3 separate regions of the Zea mays genome follow, and regions 2 and 3 are each linked to region 1. Evidence: chromatin contacts called from public Hi-C data. All regions are on one chromosome and are shown on one strand. Each heading gives the region's core, a stretch centred on a gene start, on an enhancer-like site or on the middle of the called end of the contact. The rest is flanking DNA. Distances are from core to core; before and after follow the strand shown. Region 1 holds the start of LOC103638692. Region 2 has its middle 52 kb from the start of LOC100279655. Region 3 holds the start of LOC103638693.

Region 1 (3,597 bases), core at 450-2,949:
GCAATAAGCAGTATCTGCTTCTTTCGTAAATGTTTATTTATTAAAAAAACTTGAAAAGATGTCTAGAATTGTATGGTTTGTTGTCTATGCTAATCATCTTTATTGATAAGGCTTCCAATATTTTTTGACACAAATATCTGGGCAAGCAGCACAAAGCCGACCATGGCAGATATTATCGGTATCGATCTAGGCACACCGAATTCATGCGGGTTCCTGAAGGACAGATCGGCGGGTTCCTGAAATGGCAGGTGCGGGACAGCGGGTTCCTGAAGGACAGATCAGCGGCACTGACGCCCCCGGCGGGGACGCGGCGGCGCTGGCGGCGCGCTACGCTGGGCTGGTGATCTCGATCGAGCGGATGGCGCGGTCGCCGCTGCTGATCTGCCATTCTCGCGCCCTTGCCCCGACACACGCTCACCACCAGCCCTCGCCAACCTCCGACCACGTTCCCCACACCGCCCTCGCCAATCATTAGAGTAGTAGAGATTTATTTTATAATGCATGCCAATAGTTCAGGTTGTAGATAACTGTTTTATTTTCTTCAACAGTAGTTCATCTTCAATGATTCTGTACATGCTGCTAGATTATTCATGGTTATCATCTCCTGCACATGGCAATATCTGGTGTGATTGAAGAGTTTATTCAGTGCTATGATAGGAGTATATGACTTAGTGAAAATTGTTAACGGTGGATATCCAACCAATGTTCCGTATTTCTATTGAAAACAGTTACGCTTGTATTTTATTTTGTTTGACACTTATGCTTGTATTTTATTTTGTTTAACATGGGCACAAACACTTACGCAAGTCACAAGATCTAATTTTTCCCCAAGACCATGCCTTATCACACATGCTACCTCTGGGTTGTGAAAAATATTTTCATTTTTGTAAATGTGCCTCAAGTCAATCGTTTGAATTTTATTAAGTCTAAAATACTTATTTGTTGTTTGTTTACCTTGGCCGACAATAAGAAGTTAAGAACACTACATGATAAACTGGAACACTTCAGGTTCAGCCTTGAGTGGGTTTGGTTTTATACTCCTATGGAGTTTGACACCGTCTGCAACCATTTTCAATTGATTCCGAGCTTTGGTAAAGGTTATGGTGAGTAAAGGAGTGATATGGGAATTGGGAAAGGCCAAAGTGCATAAGAAGCCGACGGGTCCCTGCTCGCGCGCCTGTTGCTGGAGGAGCCCGCGGACGAGGATCCCCTTGTTTATAGACCTCGCCTTGTGATCTCTACATCTTGTACAACTACACTGAGATTTTGTTTTTGGATCATGAAATGGACCGTACGTTGCATAACTTTGTATAATTTGCTAATAGCTTTGTGAAGGCAAATGGTACCATGTGATCTGCTAACGCCACACACACCAACATGTCACCTATGTGATAACCATGGTGATGCTAGCACTATTCGCCCCTTTTTTGCCAAAAAAAACTTGGACAAAATATTCAATGGTATTGTTAGCATATTACCACGCCGACTTGGTCATTCAGTAGTATTTACTAATTTGTGAGGGGTCTGTTCTTTTTTAACAAAAAAACTAAGATCGGCATGCTCATTACAGGTGAAAAGAGAAGCACATGAAAACTGAGTAGCGTCACAGACAATTCGATTGCCAGGTATCACCAATGTTCAGTTTACCATGCTATTTTCCAGAGTTTATAATGCAGATACTAGCTAATGAAGAGTTGATGCAAATAGTACCTACATGTTCTCTTGATTTTTTTTGATAAGGGAAATTTTATTGCTTCAAGATAATCATAAGTCACAACTCTCTTGAAAACAAAAACCTGACTACATGTTCTTTTGATACAATTGTCTTTTAATGTACCCCAGACGAAAACCTGGAAATGCGTCCCCGTCCCCATCCGTGGTTAGCTTGGCGCCGACAGCTTCCTCGTCTCCTCCTTCCACGCGCCCAACACCGAGGAGGACGGCAACAAGGTCTAGGCCTTCCTCGCGGAGATGGAGAGCACCATCAGGGACCACCCGCTCTGGGCCAACGCCACCGACTAGGAGATCGACCACGCGCTTGAGGTGAAGCCCTACCCCTCACTGAATCACTGTTCCTTGTTTTTTGCCTCCATGTACCTGATGAGGCCTTTTTTGTGCGTTAGGGCCTGGAGAAGTATGTCATGACCAAATTGTTCGACCGCACGTTTGGGACTTCCACTGAGGATGCCGTTTCCGACATGGACATCTTAGAGAAGATTGGTCTCTTGCAGCAGTTTGTTAAGCCTCATCACTTGGATATACCCAAGGTCCTGCATAACGAGGCATCGTGGCTGGTAACTCATTCTGAGCTTGAAGCATCCACAATGCGATTTCAGTCCTTGATGTTTGTCATAAGTTCTAAGGATGGGAGTAATTGGTGCATTTCACATTTTAATAGCATTGTGTGTTTGATCAAAATGAAGCCCCCAAAATAGTATTACTTGGATATAAATTTGCTAGCCTCGATATTCAAAAGGGTGTCAATTGTTAAGCATTCAGCTCTATTTTCCCCCTCTGTTATCAATTATGCTCTGATTGTACTGTGTATATTCAAGAAGTTGCTGGTTTTAATCATGTAAAATCCAAAATTTTAAATTATCCAAAGTTCCCATGAAAGAAATCGTTCCAGTGATACAGCCAAAGCTCATACTGACTGAGACCATTCTTTCTCTGCACATGCCACTTCAGCTTGCAGTGAAAGAGCTGCAGAAGATTAATTCCTTTAAAGCACCACGTGAGAAGCTTCTGTGCATCATGAGCTGTTGTCAAGTCATCAATAACAGCTGTGAGTTGAGAATTACACATAGGAAGGTGGTATCTTGTTCCTGATAGCCTTGGCTCACTAGAGTTTTGTAGCATTGTGGTGCCTTGCATTACTTGTACTTAGGTTGGGGGTCCTTTATTCACTAGGATGGATCTTCTGAAATTAGTGCTGAAGGAACTGAAAATTGGCACACATGACATATTGCCTTCTAACTGGTACAATCTGCCACCAGATGTCTCACAGTTTTGGTGCCGATCGGCTTCCTGCAATGGAGAATGTGAAAATCGAACCTGGAATGTAGGGCAGAAAACCACTACTGAGGCAGGTGGGGATAAAGATGGAGTCACATAGGCTGGGAGTATGTGTTGGATCCCAATGTTCTGTAGTTAGTGTTGAGGCTTGAGGTTTTAGAGCTGTAGTTTTGGGGAAAATGTGAGTTGTGACACTGATTTTTAACAACTGATGTGCTGCTCCAGTGCTCCGGGCAAATTCAGTCGGGCGTTATGCTAATGAAGATTATGTCAAAGGAAAATATGACCAAGGGTGAAAGGAGATTTATGTAGTTCCCTTTTAGTTACATATTCGATTTTATTTTAAACAGGTACGGATGAGGGATATCCATGGTTAAGTTTGATGCTTCAGGACCAATATCGTTGCGTGTCGATGCTGGTGGTATCTACATTTTCATAGTTACAGAACAGGCTTCTGATTTGTTGTTTCTGCAGTAGATGCTACTATAGTCGATCATGATGATTCAAAATGTTCTTTTCACTCATCCGATTTTATTTTCCAATTTGGTTAGTAAACACATGGTGTAGTTTTAGTGCTTGTAG
Region 2 (3,370 bases), core at 299-2,798, 150 kb after region 1:
GCCTCACGTCACTACCGGCGCCCATATGCGTCCCGCCTGGTTCTCCCGACTGGTTCTCCCGTCCCATATGCGTCCCGCCTCGGCGCCGTGCCCTATGGGCCCAACGTCCAGCGTCCACGCAGCGTTCTCTCAGCTACTGCCCTATGGTCCCCAACGCCCGCACAGCTAGCAGACCACAAGTAACTTAGTGTTTAGAAATAAACAATAATTGTATAAAAAATAGTGCAGAGCAAGCAATTGAACCCACGCCCCTGCCTCAGAAATTTGAGGCTAACTACCAAACCACACGTAACTTAGTGTTTAGAAACAAAAAATAATTATATTTGAATAGATATCTCAATACTTACATATATAATATATAAAAATCGTAGCAAAGTACGTACAACTAGTTAGTAATGTGTATTATGGCACTACAAACATTGTATGAATTTTAAAATTTCAAAGAAAGATAAATACATGTTAATTAACTGAATTCTAGTGTACATGGAGAATTGTTGGAGACGAATTGTATTTAGATGGAGAATCTTTGAGAGAGATAGTAAAATATATTAGCAAGTATCATGGTAATTGTTGGAAAGAGCATCAAAACGGCTGCTGCTGCTGTGAATACTATTTATGGCATGGTTGGAAGCACCTAGTTTTTTAAAAAAATTGATTATAAAAACTATAGTGATTCTAAACGTAACAGTTTATGTTCTAGTGTTTATAGAAATTGGATTCCCAAGTTGCTCTTTTTTAGCTAAAACCACTTTTGTTTGTTTAATTACATCATGCCTTTTTTGGTTTTATAGAATTTACATATATTGCTACCGTTTTTTAAAATAGAGGAAATGTATGATAGTAATTATGTATCAATAGAATATGGTTTCTTTGAAACTAAGTTCCAAACACCGTCACCCAACTTTTTTTTTCATAAACTAGTTTATAGAAACTGGTTTTTAAAAAAACGGTGTGCCTCCAAACATAATCTTAGGCTAGCGGTTTTTATAAGAAAATACCAGTGTATATTCATTTGTAATGACGATTTTGGCCTGGATCCACATTTTGCGCTACTGGCGTTTACTTCTTTAGGAACCATCAATATAAAAAAATCATCGCTAAAAAGAAATACTTTTCATGTATGACGGCCTAATTCGGCACTTCATAAACGTTATAACTCAATTATTATTAGTACTTAATTGTTTATAGATAAATTATTGTTTAAAAGTGCACACTTAATAAAAACACGCGGATGACCCAAAACTCACCCGTAACCCGACGGGTTAGGTGTGGATTTGGAATTACGCCCACAGATATGATATCGGACGGATTTTTACTTCACCCGATCTCAACCCGACCCATTGTCTAATCTCCACCCAAAAGTCAAAGTAGGCCATAGTTTATGATACATTTGGGCAGGGTACACAGGAATCAACGAACACGTACTAGAGGGTGTTTACCCTAAACCCTTTGTGACAGCGTTCGATTTTGCAGGATGTTATGATGCACTGAGATGGACTAGCTAACCATATGCATGCATCATCCACTGTACTAACAAACCACCGGCTCCACTGTACTAACAAACCACCGGCCGCATGCACCGGCCCACGAGGCAGCCAATTATTTCTATAGTACGTGCCAGTACCAAACAAATTCGCCGAACAATCCGCCACAGGCACCTTGCCCCCACGTGTAAGTGCGTGTGCGGAACCTAGAATCATCGATGACCATGACCCCCTCGGTATGCCGCCTATCCATCCATTTCCTGCCAAACCGCGTGGATTATTTTGGAATGTAAGCTTTCTTTACATGTCTATGTTTTCCTCCTAGTCTACGCGTGTTAGTTTTATACAAAATTTAAACTAAATTCCACCACAAACAACTCAACCATATAGAATAACTAGTCGGTTCCTCGTGCGTTGCGACGGCTTACAACAATACCCACGTAAACTATCCACCAAAAAAATATCAATATTTTTATTGATTGTCTCCACTTTTTGCATAATATTTTTTATAAACGCACGGGTATCATAGGCAGCAAATCAGAGACTCTTATCTCTCGACTCCTCCACTTCCAAGGTTTCGTAGAGCAGGAGGGGAAGGGAAGAGGCGGACATACTTGTTCGTTGCCGTAGAAAAAGACACAACGAAGACCTGGGCATCTGGAGGCGACACAGGTAGTATACCGCTAGATATATAGGGAGAGAGCACGCTAGCGGAGAAAGAAGCCCAGCCGGAGCAGCTACAAACCGAGAGGCACCCGCATCAGGCGTCAATCCGAGAACGGCGAGAGAATGCGAGTGTCTTTCCAGCCCTGGACCCGCCGAAGCGACACAACATCACCACCAACTCCGTAGCATATGCCGACTGCTGCTACGCTACGGGTCTTGGTTGTCCAATATCTCAGACCTGGACTCCTCATCGCCAAGATAACCTAAGTGTGGCAGTGTAACACCCTAAATTTGGGGGTATAAAATTTCTTTCTTATGATCATCCAATTTCAGGTGTTAGTCTTCTCTATCTCACTCTAGATTCTCTCTCTCCAGCTTTCTCCCTCTCTTTTTCTTTTAATTAGAGTTAGTTGTATTAGTGAAGGATTATTATTTTATTTTGCCCAAAACTTATGAGTCATGGAATGTTGCATCATATTGAGCCTAAATATTCTTTGAATTGTTGCATATATTTGATTTGGCTTGAATTTGAAACTTGATTTGAATTTCAATTGAAAACCCTAGTGAAAATAAATAGAAAAGCAATTAGAAATTCCCTGGAAATAGAAAAAGTCATTTCAACCCATTTAGCCCAAGCCGACCCAGCCCCGCGCGCCCTCGGTGTCTGACAGGCGGGCCCCGCTTGTCGGCGCAAGCCTGAGCGCGCCCTCTCTCCCCCTCTCTCTCTGCCCTGTGGGCTAGACCTGTCAGTGTTGGTTCCCTGGCGTGCGCCCACTCTCCCTCTCTCTGTCCCGTCGTCCCCACCTGTCAGCCGTCCTCAACCTCCCGCCCACGATCTCCCCGCCGTGGACGCGCCCACGACCGCACGTTCTCCAGCCACGTCCGTGCGCCCGCGCCCCTTTTGAGCCCCGCGCCCTGCTCGCCCCCTCCCCTCTCTCATTTGCGTCGTCTGCCAAACCCTCTCGCCCTCTCTCTCGCTCTGCCCACGCGAGCAGAGAGCTCCGCCACCGCCCGCCGACGACCACTGCATGTTCTGTGGCCGCCGTCGCGCCCGTGCACCGTCCAGCGCCACGGTGAGCTCCGCCTTACTGTCAGCTGCTCGGGACACCCTTCGGTGTGCCCTCTCCCTCCCAGCTGCATCGGGTCCACGCTCATCGGAGCAATTTTGCGCAGCTGGAGCCCCGCCACCGTCGACCCGAGGTTCCACTACACCTTCGCCG
Region 3 (3,651 bases), core at 532-3,031, 210 kb after region 1:
CAAAAAAAAAATCAGCAGCATATCCCCTCTTTTAGGCATACTCCACAAGTCCACAAGTATATAACAAATAGTAGATATTTCACACAGGTTCATTATAGAAGAAACAACACAATTTTAAAAGTAAATCAGCAGCATACCCCGTCTTTTATGTATAATCCACAAGTTCACAATTCCACAAATATATAATAGATAGTGGATATTTCACACAAGTTCGCCGCAACATTAAAAGAGATACACAACATGCTACATAGTTTATTACAAAAGCGCAAACAACATAGCGAAGGATCTCTTTACGAACAGTGATACGAGACTTGAAAGGAAAGGATGGCCGTAGTGATTTGATAAATTTCATAAAATACTTGTGTTCGGCAACAATGAATGGATATTCATGCATGATGATGGCATAATATAGAAGTCTCACACTGGCTTTCTCATCATATTTATATGTCGCTATGTCATTCCCACTCTGACTTAGCTGTTGTTGACCCTTCACAAGACAATGTTTCAATTTTAAGTGGTTACTAAAAGCCTTTGTACCATTTGAAGCATCAGCCTTAGCTTTATGTGAACATCGAAGACATTTTGCCCACTTTTGCTTAACACTGGAACCATCAGGTTGCTCAACATCTATTTCATACCTTGTGAAATGTTGCCAGACCCATGAAGTGAGTCTTTTCCCAATCTGGCCATCTACTTGTTTTTCATCGTCGCCGACACTTGCTTGGGCACTTGCTGGTATGCTTGCACTTGCACTTGCCCTTACACTTGAACTTGCACTTGCGTTTGCACTAGCGGTAGCACTTGCAATTGCAGGTTGCACAACTACAACAAAAAACATTTTTTATTGCAAATTGAAACTTGCAGCCTATGAAAAGAAAATGCACAAAGTCATTACCTTCAGCTGATTTTTGCATTAAAACCATAAGTTCATTCTTGCTTGATGTGACCTTGAATGCAGATGCCATTAGCTTGCTGCTAGTAGGGGTACCGATTGGCTTCTTGGTTTTCATCTTGGAGATACTCATTGGCATTGGACCTTTATCCTTGTTCATAGCGGGAATTGTCACTGTTGGTACTAGTTTCCGTTGTTTCACAACACGATGGTCATTCACATACATGTACTTCTTCTTTCTCAGACCAACTTGCTGTTGGACGATGGCATTCTCACCACTAGCAATAGGGGCATCATCAGCATGGTCCTCTACTATCTGATCATTGTTACTGGCATTAGCATCACCCTCAAATGGATATTCCATTTCATCATCATTTAAACCATCCTCCATCTCAGTGATGTGATTTACATCCATGGTGCTGCCAATTCCTAAATAAAATAAGATATTCTCAGTGACATGAAAACTGATTTACATCCTCCATCTCAGTGACATGAACACCTGACTAAACAGAATAAGAGATGCTCGGACAGTGAATGTTGATGCTGACCTTTCTAGTGGCTGATTTGGGGAAGCTCTGAAGCTGATAGTCGCCACTCGCCGGAACAACTGGGACTACGAACACTGGAACAGGTGCAGTAAACCTGAGTGTCGGATGGAAACAGGCGAACTGCCATGAGCGGGGTGGAGACTCACCTGTAGAAGGGCCGAGCGGCGTACCGGCGCGGCGGCGTACTGGCGCTTCCCTGTGGCGACGACGGCTTTGGCAGAATGGCAGTCCAGTCGTCCGGGCCTCCGGCTGGCCGCTGGTGCCTGGCGGCTAGGGCTAGCTACGGCCGTGCGGGTGCGGCGTCTGCGTCTGTCTCCGTGAGTCCGTGGACCGTGGTCGCGTGGTGACTGGTGGACGTCTGGTCGTCCAAACAAATGGCCGGATGGACTGGGGCTGCCGACTGGGCCTGTTTGCACGTAGCATGTTCATGAAACAAGCATGGGCTTGACATTCCACGCACAGGCACTAGAAAATTGAAACGAGCATGCATGAGCCGAGAGCCCGAGACGTTCCACAACGAGCATGCATGAGCCGAGAGCCCGAGACGTTCCACGTACAGGCACAATGCATGCAGGAACTGAAGCGGGTACCCGCTAACCGGGTACCCGTATCCTACCCGTACTTCTCGGGTATTTGCCGGGTAGTGGTCATCATGTATCCTACCCGTATCCGACTGATGCATATCCGGGTAGTATCCGTATCCGACCCGTATACAAAATTACCCGTATCCGGTACCCGAAAAACAGGGTATTTTAAGTACCCGTATCCGGTACCCGCCGGGTAATCCTGTCCCGTTTTCACCCTAGTGACAGCAAGGCTGGCACTTGGTTTAGCTGAGTAGCAGCCAGCCACGCCTTGATTCAAGCTAGAAGGCGAGTTAGAGCGACTAACGTTTCTCCAATAATTCTCTAAATAGACTTGCTAAATTTAGTTATTTGCTATCCAACAACTTCTCAAACGTAGTTGGCATTGATTTCTTCGCACCGTATGCTCGTTCTTTCTTATGCAGCTATGTAGCTAGGTCGGACCGTAGCGAGACAGTCGGGTCCGACACGTGTGGCATAAATTTTTGGTCCACCGCTCCTCCACAGGTTGCGCCAACCGGTCTACTCCACCCTCGATGTCTTCTACCCTCAACCCCTCCATCTGCTAGGTCCGACGGGAGTAACCCTGCTCCTCGGCCCCACGACTATGCCACCAAGGCAGCTCTGGCGTCGCCAGACGACTAAGCATTCTCCTTCGCCGTTGAACTTCTTGACACTCGACCCTGCCGTCAAGCTAGCTATGCCGCCCTGCCAGGTCCGATGCGCAGGCTCAAGGTTCACCTCCTTCTACGTTATTGGATATAGTAGATAGATACAAGGCACTAACATGATTACTAGCTTCTAGGAGACATTGTATGTAATTGTTGCAGTCTATCGGCGCTCACGCCGCCGCTACAGAGAAGTAGGCTATCAGGGAGACAAAATCTTGATCGAACTCCAGAAAAAAGAAAATGAACCTACCAAAACTAGATTCAAAACTGAACTACTTCCCAAATATTAAAAACTTTTGGAGACCAAGTTATTTTTTACTCTCTATAGCTATTTTTTACTCTCTATAGCTATTTAGCGACTTGCTAAACCTGAGTTTAAGGACCTTTTTTAGAGATCTATTAGAGTTGTTCTTAGGGGCTATTTGACACAGCTCAGTTTCATAAAAACCAATTCAACTTTATTAACTTCAGAGTTGAGCAACTCTACTTCAAAGCTACAAGTTTAGGAAAGTGTTTGACTTGTAGACTAGCTTCTAGGAGTGAAAACGGGTCGGGTATACCCGTCGGGTACCAGATATGGATAGTGTAAATACCTGTTTTTCGGATATGGATTCGGGTATTTTTATATTCGAGACAGATACAGGTAATACCCGGATACTGCAACTTCGGATTCGGGTCAGATACAGAGCGAGTACTACCCGGTAAATACCCGAATATTCGAGTCGGATACGGGTACCCGGAATTCGGGTACCCGTTTTTCTTTTTCTGCATAAAATAGTTATAAAATCATAACTTTACATATGAAATCATATGAAGATAAAGTTTATATAAAAATTGTAGAGGTTGAAGAGATCTATAACTTTGTAGTACATCATTTTTTTGTTTAAACATATCTCTAGGCCAAAATCATTGAAATAATTTCCAAATTTATATCAAATTAATATACTTTATCATTT

The links. A called contact is a pair of places that touch in the nucleus more often than the background predicts.
Region 2: a Hi-C map of ear shows a contact between it and region 1, with 1.7 times the contacts expected there. The contact joins the enhancer-like site here to the promoter of LOC103638692 in region 1. A contact is called at or near these places in 2 of 25 Hi-C or Micro-C datasets (ear and endosperm).
Region 3: a contact with region 1 is called in a Hi-C map of endosperm, with 2.6 times the contacts expected there. The contact joins the promoter of LOC103638693 here to the promoter of LOC103638692 in region 1. A contact is called at or near these places in 7 of 25 Hi-C or Micro-C datasets (ear, endosperm, leaf and 2 more) and 1 of 3 datasets of contacts at active chromatin or transcription factors (leaf).

The regions. Positions count from the first base shown.
Region 1 is chr9:95,485,208-95,488,804 of Zm-B73-REFERENCE-NAM-5.0, forward strand. LOC103638692 reads left to right here and starts at 1,700. Exons shown (of 6, transcript XR_002265128.3): 1 at 1,700-2,043; 2 at 2,124-2,294.
Region 2 is chr9:95,640,168-95,643,537 of Zm-B73-REFERENCE-NAM-5.0, forward strand. No RefSeq gene overlaps it. Among protein-coding and RNA genes, the nearest start is that of LOC100279655, 52 kb to the right of the region's middle. Within about 2 kb of position 1,549, at least 14 of the 20 cell types and tissues checked have an H3K27ac peak or open chromatin away from gene starts, as enhancers often do. A contact at or near this core is called in ear, where this site is marked.
Region 3 is chr9:95,698,018-95,701,668 of Zm-B73-REFERENCE-NAM-5.0, forward strand. LOC103638693 reads right to left here and starts at 1,782. Exons shown (of 4, transcript XM_008661534.3): 1 at 1,587-1,782; 2 at 1,441-1,514; 3 at 896-1,321; 4 at 76-822. The coding sequence starts at 1,307. The coding sequence ends at 146.